3 separate regions of the Mus musculus genome follow, and regions 1 and 3 are each linked to region 2. The links are chromatin contacts, called in public Hi-C and HiChIP or PLAC-seq maps. All regions are on one chromosome and are shown on one strand. Each heading gives the region's core, a stretch centred on a gene start, on an enhancer-like site or on the middle of the called end of the contact. The rest is flanking DNA. Distances are from core to core; before and after follow the strand shown. Region 1 has its middle 61 kb from the start of Lhfpl2. Region 2 overlaps Lhfpl2 (lipoma HMGIC fusion partner-like 2). Region 3 has its middle 82 kb from the start of Lhfpl2.

Region 1 (5,113 bases), core at 658-3,157, 180 kb before region 2:
ACCTTTCAAGTGGTAACTTCATTAAACAAACAAATAAATAAATAAATAAACAAACAAACAATCAGTCCTTGGATTAGGGATGCTTAATTAATCAAAGATGTGCAAATATCCACAAACTTTAAAAAGATAGAAATATGAAACACTTTTTTTTTGACTCAAGAAATTGAAACAAAAGATCTACGGGTATAAATAACGTCGCACAGAGCTTTCTCTCACACACACACCCCTCACTTCACAATTGCACAACAGGATCTGTGCATCACATTCCCAGAGTGAGTTTCCAGGACCACATGTTCATGATGTGAATAAAATCCTAATAGATCTTTCCCAAGACTTTTTCCAGAAAATTAAAGGAACCAAGCCACCATCGCCAACCAACTTAACAGTGGCTGTTTCCCCAAGAGGCTCCTCCCCTTCCGCCCACCTCAGGATCTAGCTAGCAGGTGAAAGCAACATAGTTCTTGTCATAGTTCTCGTGGATAAGGCTGACCATGAATTACTGGTCTTTCATTTTGGTTGGTGTTAATTGTAAACTTGACACAACCAAGAATCACCTGGGAAGGGAGTCTAGAGGGCTTGTCTGGATTAAGCTGACCCGTGGGCATATCTATGGGGAATCATCTTAATTAGTGGGAAGATTCACCTGCTGTGAGAGCCGCTCTTATGCAGGGGAAAGCTGGACTGAAAAATTGCAGAAAGGGGAGAGGAGAGCTCTAACGCCTGCATTAATTCCTTGCTCTCTGCTCTTGACTATGGAAGGAATAGAGCTAGCTGCTCCAATGCTGCCTTGGTTCCCTCACAAGGGAGGGTTGTAACCTGGAGTCCTAAGACAAATACACCCTTTTTACGTAGTAAGTTGCTTTTCTCTTACCACAGAGACAGGAACAAAAGCCCAGACTTTTCATCTGTTAAAGGATTGCTTCTTCTGCATCCAGTATGCACTGTTCCCTTACTCAACTCCCTTGTTATGACATATTTCCTTAGACTTCACTTGTGCAAAGGGCTCCTATGTAGAAATGGTTTTGCTTTCCTACAATCAAAATTGTCTGTCTTGAGCCTTATACAAAATAATCATACTTCTAGATGAAGACGACTACTACTACCACTACCACTACTACTACTACTATCACGACTACTACCACTACTACAAAATTAACCGTTTAAATCTCCCATCTTCTAGTGACTATATAGTTCTTTCCAGGTCTTCAACTCCCTAGAATTTATCCTTGTTTCGATGACTATCCGATTGTCCCAACATCAGTTTTTAAAATGAGCCATGTACCCAAGTGCTTTGAATTACCCACTGGTTCTAATTGTATATATGTCTGGACAAATTTGATTGTACTAAAGGGCCTTTGGGTCTGTTTCCTAAAACTCAATGGCTGCCCCTCTGACCACTCATTAGATTCTGATAATGTTTTTTATCATCTGAGACTGCGTGCTCCCTGGTCTCTCTCATTTCTTTGAAGGCATTAGGTATATTTGTTGTTTGTTACTCCCCTGTGATGCTGGGGTTAGGCCTCTCATAGGGTCTCTAGCGTTGTTCAAGACTTCTCCCTGGGCCCATTCCTCCAGGTCAGATTCTCTAAGCCCTTGCCTGAACAGTTAATAAGGTAAGCAAGATGTGAGGCCTCCTTCCCCATTTCCCAAGGTCAGTGTCTTCCTGTAGCTCCTACTAACAGTATTTCTGACCCTCCTGGGCCAAGCAAGGAGTTTAAAATACCTTCTCTGATTCAAGTTCTCCACATAAGGTCTGAGGTTTGGTGTTTTTCTCCAACTAATGTCAAATAGCAAGCCTGTAATTTTCCTAAATTTAAGAGTATTTTCCCCCAGCTTCCTGGCTGGCCCAGACTTGTGAAAATATTCTCAATTTCAACTTCACTTCCTCTGACATTGTGCAAGACAGTTAGTGGCACAGCCTCAGAGCGTTAAGTGTTTCTGACAGTCTCACTTGGACTTGCCAATTTCCCCTTCGATTCCTTCTCCTTTTTATAAAGACAAATTAGAAAGCAATTGCTCCGTGACCTTTGGCTCTGTTATTTCTTTTGCTTTGTGCTACCCAGGCTTATTTCCCCATCTATCACTCTTCTGTATTGATTTTGGATGGTTACGGTGTTCGCCTCTGCCCTTTGCAAAGAGTCATTGGCTTCAAAATGATCTGGAAATGTCAGGAGCATTTGGACACATGGCTAATCTGAGTGTGGCTACTGAAGGCATGAGACCAGCCGTGAGATAGGTTTACCGTCTCAGTCTGTAACTGTGAAAATTAAGACTGCTGACAGCTGTTGGCAAAGACCTTCAGAGTTGTCATCTGTCTACTCATGACAATAAGAGCCAGGAGTGACCTGTCAAATGTCCCGCCAAACCACTGAGAGCATGTGTTTGGCTTCATGGTCACCAAATACTAGGATATGGTGTCGTGGGAAGAGAAGCTTGTGAGAGAGTCAGGAGGCCCAAATGCACTTCAATATAGATGGGCAGAGTTCCTCCTGAGTCTCTGGAAAGACACATGAGTAAGCCACGAAGAGGAAATGATAGAATCCAGCCCATTCTAGATGGTTCCTGAATGACAGGGGCTAATGTGGACAGTGAAGATATCTCACTCTTTGCCTTTCTCAATTATTCCCTGTTCCCCCCAAACCCCAGATTAGACCTAAAGAAATTAAGTAGCCAAAGGACAAACTGTGGAAAAGAATGTTGGAAAACATGTAGGCTATCTGCCACCTGGGTGAGTAGACACTCAACAGTTGAAGGTTGCCTAAGAATATACAAAAGGGATGATGGGGGGAGGCAAGCTAAGCAGATTCAGTCCCAGGGATTGTGTCATGAAGAGGACCACAGGGAAGCCTTTGTCTGGGTGTCTCAGGTGCTAGCTGAAGACTCACCTGGAGCCTTCCATGTTTGAGGGTTCAGCCAGGTGCCTCCCTTCCTACGACCACAGCCTCTAGTAGCTCTGCTAGCGGAGGAGTAGGGCGGGGCTGTTCCTCCATGACAAGCACTCACAAACCTATGGGCAACAGCACGTGGGGTTCCCAGGAAAGGCAAAATACTAAACTGAGAAGTATAACTGGGCTGGGAGGTAGCTCACTCGGTAAAGTCGCTGCCATGCAAGCACGAGGAGCTAGGTTCAAATCTCCAGGCGGGACAGCATACATTTGTAACCCGGAGGTAGGAGTCAGGAGGCAGAGGTAGATAGACAAACTCCTTCGTCAGTGAGATATAGGTTTAGTGAGAGACCTTGTCTCGAAAAATAAGGTAGAGAGTGATCAAGGAAGACACTGCCCTTTGACTCAACAGTTACCAGATAGAGAATTCATGTGACAATGTGGTTTCATTTTCTTGGGGAGCACGATGACACCCCTTCCATGCCTTTCCCCATCCCCCAGAAAGCATCCGTGCATGCAGTGAGGGTGTATTTGGCAAAATGGATGGCTGTAATAAAACGGGTGGCTAACCAGCAAGGGCCAGAATGATGAGTCACAGGTCTGTGAGCTGACTCACCTGCAACTGGGCAAGACTGCCCGAGACAAGCCCTCCCGGGGGGGGGGGGGGGGCGGGAGGAGACAATGTCTCATGGACACCCATTCTATGCCAGGCTGAATCATCCAGGGTGAATTTCAAGATATCCAGGGCTTGGATCTTCCAGACTATATGGAGAGGCTAGTTAGCTTTGTTTAAGTAACCAATCAACATTTTAAAGTCACCTTACATTTAATTTTTATCTCCTGTGCTATGCTCACACTGGTGGGTCACTGTGTCCTAGGATAGCCCTCTAGACTCTTCTGGTGCTGTGGGTCCTGACTCCTCCTGCTCCTCTGAACTGGGAGATGGGGGCTGAAGAGCAATCCCTGTGCTGAGATTGAATACACCGGGCTGACTGTATCACACTGCCTGACACCATCCCCTCTGTCTCCCTGCTAGAGAGTGATTCATGGTCACTCTTGGCAGAGTTTTTGGAATCCCATTTGTGGGATTTTTATCTCATCTAATTCAAGTGAAAGAGCACAAAAATGTGGCATCCTGGGGACAACCTTGGGTTAGGAAAAAAACAGTCTTCTCTAATTTAATGAAGGGCAGCTATGAAAATCTGAGTAGTTTTTAGAAACAAAAATGAACTACAGTTACATGAAGTAAAACAGAACACCTTAGACATAACGTTAAGTGAAAAAGATCAAAAGATCAATCCTAGAATCGATATACATATTTAATTATTTGGGAAAGATTAAATCCAATAAATGAACTACATAGATAGATAGATAGATAGATAGATAGATAGATAGATAGATATTTTAGCAGTATGTATTTAACGCTGTGTCTATCTCAGTTTCCCGCATGACTCCTACAACAGATGATCACAAACCTGGTGGTTTAAAACAAAAGGTAACTATTCTCTCTCAGTTTGAGAGGCGAGCAGGCAAAAACTAGTTTTACCAGGTAAACTTCATGGTGGTGTGTTTTCTCTAGAGGCCTCAAGAATTTCTTGCCTTTTCTTGGCCTCCGTCCTCTGTGGTCCCCTTGGCCTGCTCCCTTTGTGGTCCCCCTGTCCTCTCCCCTCTGTGGTCCCCTTGGCCTTCGCCCTCTGTGGTCTCCTTATCTTCCTTCCATGTCACATACCCCTCCACTTCACTTTACTAAGGCACTTGTAGTTTCACTTGGGGCCCAAATGCGTAATCAGAGCTGGTTTTCTCAACTTGACACCCTCACCGCAGTCCCACCTGCCATGTTTGTTATATAAGGTCATAGCCACATGGTCTGGCTGTTCTGCATCACCCTCTGTACAACCCTCCCACCCCCACGACATGAGGGGCTTGTTTCTTCTGAGAATCTCCACCCGAGGCCTTGCACCTTTTCTTGGGAATTCCCTCCCAGTCTGCCGTGTTCTTGGAATTTTTTGGCTCATTCTTTGTGCCTTACCAGGAGTCTGGCATCTAATCTTTCTATCACAGTCTGTTCCTCCACATAGGCTCGAAGCCTGCTTCTCCCCGGGTTGTGACCTGCTGGAACTTTCCTCTGCATCTTGCATCTAAATCTCTGTCCAAGCCTGACAGGGTACCTGTTGTCACCAAACCCAACCCTGGGCAGCAATTTAACATACTGTGTGGGAAAAGCTGGG
Region 2 (4,639 bases), core at 661-3,160:
ACACCCCTACCTCATGGGCAGCCTGCTAGAGAGGATAGTTACAAAAGTCTGATCTTCCTAAAGAAATTTGAGTAAATTTGAGTTTTCTGTCCATCCCTGTGACTTGGGCACATTTCAGAAATTCTGAGGTTACTCACAGTTTTCAATCGGCAAGAGGCAAACGGCCCTCCCGACTCCAAGTCTGCTCTCTAGAGGCTGTGGGTTTAAGGTGAAGCTCTGCAATACAGAAAAGGCTGGCTGCTTTGTCCACAGCTGGGCTCAAGCACACCTCAGCGAAGTGATGATAAAGATCAGGGGCTTACTCTTCCCGTGTGCCCATGTCTGCTAAAAGGGCTACTAAGTTCCTTCTCCCGGGATTGAGGTCCACACCAGGCCCTAGGCCCCTGTAGGCCTAGGCCTGGAACATTTGGCTACAAAAGTAGCCACACCAGTGTGGAGATGGTGACGGTCCTTCTCTTTGCTAGCGGCTGTCCTACCCACCCTCAACGCATGAGTGGCTGCCTGGAGTGTTCCTCTACTACGCCCCCTTGTGGTCTGTTTACCTGGATGCAAAGAAGCTCTTCCTAGAGCTGTATAATACTAACACTGGGGTAAGTGTTAGTATTGCTTCTTGCTCCATGGAAAAATGACACTTTAAAAAGTGACAGGATGTAAAATTACGAGATGACATAAGCATATTCCTGAGGCATACCTAATTTAAAAAAAATAAATATTCCACAGGCTTATATAGAAATACAAACTGAACTGTATGTAACCTGAGCATTTGGGAGAGGGAGGCAGAAGGATCTTAAGTTCAAGTCCAGCCTGGGCTATGTATCAAGACCCTCGCTCAAAACAAAACATTTTAAATAGTGGTATTTTGGCGTTAGAGTTACGTGTGAAAGATACTATCGCCTCAGTAGAAATTTCTTACCTGTTAACTTTTAAAGCATCAAGTCCAGATAACTGAAATAGTAGGATTTGTTTCAAGGCCTGACCTATCGACAGCCAGGAAACTGGACATCTCTACCCTCACACAGAAGCCTTGGTGTTAAGCAGTCACCTCTGGCCATCACTGGAGTTAGGCCTTACCTCAGAAGGCCTGAGAAACATTGGTCAACTAAGCCCATTTCTCTAAGCTCCAAGTCTGCCCACTTGTAAACGAATCTAATCATGGTAAAGGCGTTTGAGGGTTATGTTAGTTTACTAGCATGACAAACATGGTGTTTGGCGTCTGGGAGATGGTGTTAGCTCTGTGGTGATCGTGAAAATGTTGCTGCTTTCTTGCCACCAAACTTTAGGATGCTTTTGCATTCTAAGGGGTTGGATACCTTTTATAAGCCATTGTAGTTGGCCATATTATCTTCAAGTCCTGTATTTTCTGCCTGGTACTGCTCTCTGGTTCCTTGACTGCCTGCCTGGGGTGAGGCTGTCCGGCACAGGTGCAGAGCCGTCCTGAGGCCTTGGACAGTTGGGTCTTCCATCACGGTTCCAAGAAGCACAAAAGAGCAGATACTCTTCCTCTTTCCCACACGTACACGTCCTTATACTTTTTCTTCCTGGAGGCAGCTTCCACACTTGAGTCTTGACTGCAGGTGGCTGCTCAGACTCCCCCGGCCGCAGAAACCTCAGACTGGTGTGCACTAGAGGAGAGCAAGTCTGGGACTTGGCAGAGCCAGCAGCACACATGGGTTCCAATCCCTCTGGGACTCGTTACAAAAGCTGGGTAGCTGGCCAGCAGGGCTGGCTTTTGCCAGCTGTCTTCCGTAGGTTGTGACCTGGATGTAATCCATACTGAAACTGTAGAATGCAAAGATCCAGGTTTTCCATGACAGCATCAAGCAGTTTGTTTTTTGAAATGCATACAGTGTGAACACAGACGTCCACCGAATCCCCAGTGACTCAGGTTTGGGACAGAAGCCATTCAAATGAGCTCAGGACTTGGCTCAGTGGTGTTGGCAGGGATGGGTTCTGCTAGGCTTTGCCATGCCGGTTGCTGAGCCTGGCTGCCTGCTGTCTTCCAGTCCTGCCTCACAAGCTTCTTTCTGTCTGTTGGATCTCATACTCTACTCCGGTCGGCCCTCTGTCTGTGTGATCAGCCTCACAGGGCCTTCTCAGCCAGCTGTCACTCTGGTCTGCAGGTCTGCTACAGTGGAGGGGGTCGCCATGGGAACCCCAGCCTTGGCCACGAAGGGCCTGGTGTGTATGATCCTGTTTCCTTAGAAGTGAGCAGAGTGGGAGAGAGTGGGAGAGACTGTGCAAAGGAAAAGTGGTAAGAGAATGTGAGAGGACGTTGGGGGGCTTTGATGACCGTGACACCGCATCTAAGTGTGAGCGGCTGTGTGTGGCACCAGCTGCCATTGTGTTCATGAAGGTGAGTGTGCGGAGGGGTGAGTGGGCACGTAAACACCACAATTGCCAGCCAGGCTTGGTCTTCCCTCGTGAACCAGAGTGTGAGTGGAGGTATAGAGGGCACGTCGGACACCACTCGTTCCATCTAGAACTGACCTTCCTGAGCCAGTGTCTGAGAGGCGAGTGGGCAGGCACACCATGACTGACATCTGGAACTGGGTTCATTGCTCTTCTCCCATCGTGTGAAAACCAGCAGCAGGAGCCGCCGCCAGTGGCATGCATAGCCCAGCTGGGTCTCAGCCTACCCGTACGCTTTTCCTCTCCCTGTTCGTTCATTCAAGACCAGAAGGATGAAATCACTAAGAAAGGGGAGAGGAACGAAACCAGGGTCTCAGGATGAAGACGAGCCTAGGCATAATTTTACCTCTGAGAAAGTCACCTACCTTATCCTGAGAAGGCAGAGTGACCTTGGTGAGCAACTTTGGATCTCCCCAGGGAAAGGGGACTTAAGGAGAATTGTGAGGACAAGCCAGCTCTCCCTTTTGGTGAAAGCCAGGCACAGGAGACTTCTGGCTTCCCGGATGGGGGCTCTTGGTTTCTCTACACAGACAATGCCTCTGTTAACAGTTTCCTGTTTGAATCAGTTTTACAGTATCACAGGTTGGGCCTACAGAGATGGTAAAGAAGCAAGTGCCACTCTCTTAGAAAATGCAGATTCCATATTAGGTGGTTCATGACCACCTGTGACTCCAGCTACAAGGGGAATACAATACCTCCGGCCTCTCCAACGGGAACTGTGTATATATATACACACACGTATGTGTAAAGGGAACCAAATATATATATATATATATAAAGAGCCCAGTCATACCATGAAATAAAGACTAGTGTTTAACCACAGATAGACCAGGCAGCCATTAATGTGAAGAATCCAGAGGCTGGGATGCATTTTTTAAGAAGAATCTGTTGTATGGGCCTGAAGAAAATTGCAAACGCTCTTAAAATTCAGATACAGTGTCTGATTTGCAAATAGAATATGAAAACAGTCTGCCGCGGCACCTACTTGATTGCAGGCATAAACCACCGTGAAGCGGCTGATGCTCTGTGTTCAACCTACATTAGCAAGTCATGGGATAATGGCTTTGACGTGGCTCTGAATGTTTATTTACCTGAGTGATGTAGGCACTCTGTTTTAAGAGCTAAGGCAATGGTAGTATTTTCCAAAGCTGTAAAACCACTTTAAAAAAAAAAACTATATCTCTGTGTTATAGTACAAATATGAGTTTGTTATTTAATAATGTTCTTTCAAGTAACTTTAGTAAATAGACACACACACCCTAAAAATACACATGCTGAGAATGTAAAGCCAGTATTAAAATACTGCACATACTTGTAACCCTAGGACTCAGGCCAGAGAGTGACAGGTTCCAGGCCAATCAATAAAGGTGACGAGGTCTGATCATGTCTTAAAAAAACAAGGGTGGGGCCTAGGACTCAGCAGTAATAAGCTGGTTTAGTATGTTAAGGTTCCATCCTCAACACTGCTTGCTTTATAAACAAACAGTGCAAGCCAGTGCCCCACAACTCTAGTTTCAGATCTGAGTGGCTGTGTTCAGTCACAGAGGACAATCCCAGTGGCCCAGTATTGAGCGGTGACATCTGGTGTGCTGCAGGAATTGCTTAACATTTGCACTTGGAGATCCACTGGCAAGTAGTTGACTTATTTCTGGAAGATTTCACTCCCAGTCCCTTCAGGGTTTGGGTTTTGTTTGGTTGGCTTTATTTTTCACTCACTTGGGGGTGTAACTCCTGGAAGTACATGCCTAGTATGTATGGAGTCTTAGGGTTGATTTAATGTGTATGTGTATGTGCCTGGATGTACATATGTGGACCATGTGCATGTAGAGGTCAGAAGAGGAATTGGCTGCCCTGAGACTGGAGTTATAGGCTGCAGTGAGCTGCCAGATTGTGGGTGCTAGGAAGCAAACTTAGTCCTCAGCAAATTTAGCACATGCTCTAACGGCTGACCCATCTCTTCAGTCCTATGCAAGCTTATCTTGAATTGCCAAACAGGAACTATCTTTCATGACGGATGAGTACTTTATTAAATACTTTATTAAGTTCTCCTAGTAACCCACCCACAGTTCATATGTAGGTTCTCACTCTGAATGGGAAATAATTTCCCATAACTGGGAAGGTATAAACAAAACCATGTGTGGGATGCACGGAGTGGAAGCTGCTGCTGCTGCTGTGCTGGAAAAGACCTAGAAAGGCTTGGACAATGGAGAGACCCCTCTTCCTTACAGAC
Region 3 (4,903 bases), core at 2,232-4,731, 200 kb before region 2:
GTATATCATGAACAAGATGATTACAGGTTGGGCTGTGTTACCCAAGAAATAAGCAGGATGCTGTACTATAGAGAAATATGCAGGGCCACTTTACATGGGGAGTTAAGCAGAGTTCCCACAGACATCACTCTTGGCCTCAGAGACGAGAATGAGCCAATGAGCCAAGGGAAAGAAGTCCAGTCAAAGGGAGCCACTGATGGGAAAGGGTTTGGCATTATATGAATATATTAGTAGAAGATTATTATGTTAGATAATTATATTATAATATAGAATAATATATTAATAGAATATTAATAATATTTTTAAACACACAGAATAGATCATGCTAGTATCTATAACAGGAAGGAATGGGAGAAGAAGCTGGTAAAGTGTATGGAATTGGGATTCTAGAGACAGGAATACTGGAGAGTTTGGTAAAGGTTCTAAGTCAATCTTGGAATGGAATATTTTCCTGGTATGTGTGACTGGAACAATCTTATAATTCTCCCCATGCAACTGAGGGAAATTGTCAGATTGGTCTCTTATAAACTGTACAGACTTCAGTAGCCTGGTCAGGATGTTCAGGGATGTTTATGCGAAATGGACCATGCCCACCAGTCCATTTGCCAGACTCTGTGCAGACATGGGTAAAATGATGTGTGTGAAGACCCTGGTCTACACAAGAACTGCGTTAAGAGCAGAGTTATCCTTTTTATCTCTGGTTTTGCCTATGTCCTGTAATGATCCACCCTCCCTCCCCTTCTTTTTTTCCTGCACTGGGAATTGAACCCGGGGCCTCTTTGGTGCTAAGCACATGATCTATCACTAGGTTGCATCCCTAACCCTGTGATATCCTTTAAAAGAGATTTCAACCAATGAGAAAGGAGGCCACAAATTTGAAAGAGAGCAAGGCACAGAGGGTTTATGGGAGGGCTTATAGAGAGTAAAGGGGTGGAGGAAACAGTGTAATTGTAACCTCAAAAGTAAAAAGACAATCCAGACAAACAATCGGCCAACAGGACATTCCATACTGGGTGAAGCACAGGAAATCATGCCATATGTTCTTGGCGAAAGCTGAAAGGGAGATGCACGTGGGACTGTCCCACACTGAGTACTGAGTACCCGGCCTAGCAGTGGTGGCCCACAAAGGATCCCTCATCTCAGCAAACCTCGTTCAATACTGTCTACTTAGACATTTTCCTATACCATCCCTGGTCCCAACTTCAAACGGACCTGTCCTGTGACCTGTGTTCTCAGGTTACTTAGAAAAGAGGCAATGTATTATGTCCCCACCAAGCCCATCTATCCACCTGGAGTTTTCTGTACTCCCTAATCACAGTAGGTCGCTAGCTGTTCTTCTACCCCCAGTGGTGTCTGGTGCTGCCATAGTATCAACACAACAGCCATCCATTCTCAGTGTGCATCCCTCTCATACAGGTCAATGGTGACAAGGGCCATTTCTAGTCCAGGTCTCCCAGGGCTGGTGGTGTTTGGAAACATGGTCTCATGTATCCCAGGACAGCCTGGAACTCACTATGAAGCTGAGGAGAACATGGAACTTCTGGCTATCTTGTCACACTATCTTCAAGTACAGGGATTATAGATGTGAATCACTGTCCTTTGTTTATGCAGTACCGGGGATTAATGACACTCAGGGCTTCATGCATGCAAGGCAAGCATTCTACCAACTGGGCCCAGATCTCACGGGTTTAATTGCTGCTCTGGCATGGCCCTTCCCATAAATCTAATATTTTGAGCTGTTTTCTTCTTCCTTCCTTCTTAATAGGAAGCCCGTAGCTTGGATGACCAGGGAAGTCCTGGTTTCCCTGGTTGGCCAGGTGTAACTACTAATGACAACCCTTTGGCTTTAACATGTGCTAATTGAGAACACAGGTTTTAGGGTAAGCCCACCTGGGGCTGAATGTGTCTCCACCAAGCTAGGAAGCAGGTATAGCACACGAAAAAAAGAAAAGGTTCCAAGCTGTCAGGGCAAAGGAACCTTTATACAGTGGCATGCTCCTGCACCAAACCTGAGCAGTACTCACTGACATCTCAGACAGCAGGGACTAGGCAAGTTGTCAAGAGACAGTCAGAGGGGCGTTTGAAAGCGGGAGATTTGCAGGGATTCGAGGTGGGAAGGCAGAGGGAGATGTCAGAAGGCTGTGCAACCCCAGAGGATGTGGCAGGGAGTATTTCATGGCATGGGGTTTGTCTTGCATTCCTGAGAGGCTAGGCTGCGTTCTTTATTGGTGCACTGCTTCTGCCAAGGTCTATTGTGACTCACTCCCTCCAGGCAGCCTGCCTAGATTGGACCTCCCTACCTAGACCGAGAAGGCAGACCAGGGCTTACTGCTTTCTGTTTCTCCCTGTCATTGATAAATTGCTCATCTCTTGATGGATGAGGTTTTCACCTGCTAAGATTTCTGGTCAGCTGTTCCTGAGGGCAATAGTTCAAATTACCTAGTTGTCCTGTCTTCCAAAGAACTGAAAATCAGCCCTTTCTCTTTGTAGCTATAAAAAGTTACTTCAACAAAATGTATATTTTCCAGCATGTTATAAGTAGACATGTTTAAAGCTCCTCACATCCTTTTACTGATCTTCTTACATCATTAAAAATGTACTCAAGTAGCCATTCTATATCTGCTATTACCCACTTTATACTGCACCAACAAGCTACTCTCCAGTACTAGGCAACTTTACACATGTTGAATGTAGAACCCATCCCCTTTCCCCACAGGAATATTTATTACGTCTGGTGTAATAAATCCAAGCGCCGGAACACCTTTTTTATTTCTAAATCACTTTGTCATTCTTTGTCACAAAAGTATGTAAACAGATTGTAATTTCTTGTGACTGTTAAGCTCAATGATAGAAATCGTTCAGACAGAGTTGCCAGCACAAGTGGTCTCACCAACTCTTATCATCACACAGAAGGGAGTCAAGGTGGGTGAGACCGATCTGCAGTGAAGAGCACTGCGGCTACCCTTGCAGAACCCAGGTTCAGTTCTCAGCACCCACATGGCAGCTCACATCCATAACTCCAGCCAGGGATTTGACACCCTTTTCTGGCCTTCAGGGTCATGAGCATGCAGATGTATACACGTACACACATGCAGACAAACGGTCATATGCATACTAATGAAAATAAACAGATTTTTTTGTTATATATTAAACATAATGGTGAAAATTTCTCAGGGATACGCCTCTTGGAAAGATGTGTCTGCTTCAGCCATTAAGAACGTACGGTTAGCCGGGCGTGGTGGCGCACGCCTTTAATCCCAGCACTCGGGAGGCAGAGGCAGGTGGATCTCTTGAGTTCGAGGCCAGCCTGGTCTACAAAGTGAGTTCCAGGACAGCCAGGGCTATACAGAGAAACCCTGTCTCGAAAAACCAAAAAAAAAAAAAAGAACGTACGGTTAGTCACTTTCTACGACTGACCACATCCTGTCCATCCCTCTTATTTTTAATCTTGGCAATACTCAACAATATGTATTAAGCAAGCAGAAATTGAATTTCCTAAGAAGTCCTATTACACATTTTAAAAAAACAAAACATACCCAGGGGTCTATTACTGTAATCAGCTTGTCTGGGAAGAATTAAGGCAGTCGAAAATGACATCTGTAGCTCTCTCTTTGGCTCTCTGAGCCAGTAGACTTCACAAATCCCCTCAAGGCTCTACTGGGAGAAGAGACGTCTAAAGTGCACTGGGGTGTCTGAAAGAGGAACTTGTCTGCTAGAGGGTGAACTTGTGTGTCAGAGGAGAAAATTTACATCTCAACTTGGAAGTTAGACAGTGATGGTCAGGGCCGCTCAGTGGCCAGTCAGACTGCTTAACTATCTGTCTATTTTATCTTCTATTTAAACCTCACCCTCATGTTAGGACCCTGAAGATAGACTCGGAGGTGATGTGGGGGTGACACTGGGTCTCTTTGCCTCTCAGTGTGCCACATTGAATAAATCACTCTTTTCTGCTCTCCACTATTCTGTTGGTTCTTTTAGTTGGTTTATTGAGGACAGGTGGCTGCACCTGGCTTGTTGGGGAATGGGCAATTATATAACGTTACAAGCCCGGTAACATTTTCAAAAACAGAAACCCAGTAAGTCCTTTTCTCATCTTGGACGCCAAAGCTTGGGAATTATAAGTGCAGGCTCTAATTAGACTTGGAAGGTTCACTTCCCCACCTTTAATGTTGCGTACTTTCTCAAGGCCAATGCCAGTATTTTGAATTGTTCCTTTGTTTGACCTCAGGAGGTCTTTCCGCCCTGGGGCAGCACACCAGAATAAAAGGCAAGTCCTGTGCATTTCTTAGTAACCAGCGCTTGTGAGATACTGAGAATGAGCTCTGAATGAGCTCTGAGCCCCCTGAACCACAGTGCACACTCTATCAAGAAGGTTATGAGATCCTGAGGTGCAAGGGAAGGCAGTTCCCCTAGCAGTCAGCCTTACTGTATAAAATAAAAATGATACCCTCCAGTTTTCTTACCTCTCTAACCCCAGGAGTAAAGCATGATGCTTTAATGACTTTCAAAAACAAGCTGCTTTTAAAAGTATAATCGAATTGTGTTTTTAAGATTGCATTTCTCTGAGCATTCGGTGAGTATCCCTTGTGTGTGTACTCCTCTGGGATTAGTTGTGTCCTCAAGTCTTACCTATATTTCTATTGGTCTGCAGCTCCCTTTCTATAAGAACTGGGGGGAGGGGAGGCAAAATTAATTTTCTGCCTTAATGTGAGTTTTCCAGTTTATTATTTGCCTTTTGAATTTACTAATGATAATTTCTTCATGAAAAAATATTTGGGGACAGATTAATTTTCTCATGATTTTTTTAAGCACGTGTGTGTGTGTTCTTTGACTTTAAAATTTTTTGTCTTTAATATGTTTAGTATTAATTTTATCCCAAAGTGTGGGGTAGGGATTCAAGGGT

What was found. HiChIP or PLAC-seq counts read pairs in DNA pulled down with a chosen protein or histone mark. A called contact is a pair of places that touch in the nucleus more often than the background predicts.
Region 1: a contact with region 2 is called in a Hi-C map of muscle stem cells, with 2.0 times the contacts expected there. The contact joins two enhancer-like sites. A contact is called at or near these places in 5 of 484 Hi-C or Micro-C datasets (the C2C12 cell line, bone marrow-derived macrophages, muscle stem cells and 1 more), 6 of 115 datasets of contacts at active chromatin or transcription factors (bone marrow-derived macrophages, extraembryonic endoderm stem cells, fibro-adipogenic progenitors and 3 more) and 3 of 9 other capture datasets (adipose tissue, embryonic stem cells and liver).
Region 3: a contact with region 2 is called in a CTCF HiChIP or PLAC-seq map of the NIH/3T3 cell line, with 7 read pairs. The contact joins two enhancer-like sites. A contact is called at or near these places in 1 of 15 datasets of contacts at CTCF or cohesin (the NIH/3T3 cell line), 6 of 115 datasets of contacts at active chromatin or transcription factors (astrocytes, bone marrow-derived macrophages, extraembryonic endoderm stem cells and 3 more) and 3 of 9 other capture datasets (adipose tissue, embryonic stem cells and liver).

The regions. Positions count from the first base shown.
Region 1 is chr13:93,994,689-93,999,801 of GRCm38.p6, forward strand. No RefSeq gene overlaps it. Among named protein-coding and RNA genes, the nearest start is that of Lhfpl2, 61 kb to the right of the region's middle. Within about 2 kb of position 1,908, at least 64 of the 459 cell types and tissues checked have an H3K27ac peak or open chromatin away from gene starts, as enhancers often do. A contact at or near this core is called in the C2C12 cell line, fibro-adipogenic progenitors and muscle stem cells, where this site is marked.
Region 2 is chr13:94,176,856-94,181,494 of GRCm38.p6, forward strand. All of the region lies in intron 3 of Lhfpl2 (lipoma HMGIC fusion partner-like 2), which reads left to right. LOC115488151 (a long non-coding RNA gene) reads left to right here. Exons shown (of 2, transcript XR_003950582.1): 2 at 1-4,639. Among named protein-coding and RNA genes, the nearest start is that of Scamp1, 110 kb to the right of the region's middle. Within about 2 kb of position 1,911, at least 98 of the 459 cell types and tissues checked have an H3K27ac peak or open chromatin away from gene starts, as enhancers often do. A contact at or near this core is called in the C2C12 cell line, the NIH/3T3 cell line, fibro-adipogenic progenitors and 1 more, where this site is marked.
Region 3 is chr13:93,973,645-93,978,547 of GRCm38.p6, forward strand. No RefSeq gene overlaps it. Among named protein-coding and RNA genes, the nearest start is that of Lhfpl2, 82 kb to the right of the region's middle. Within about 2 kb of position 3,482, at least 50 of the 459 cell types and tissues checked have an H3K27ac peak or open chromatin away from gene starts, as enhancers often do. A contact at or near this core is called in the NIH/3T3 cell line, where this site is marked.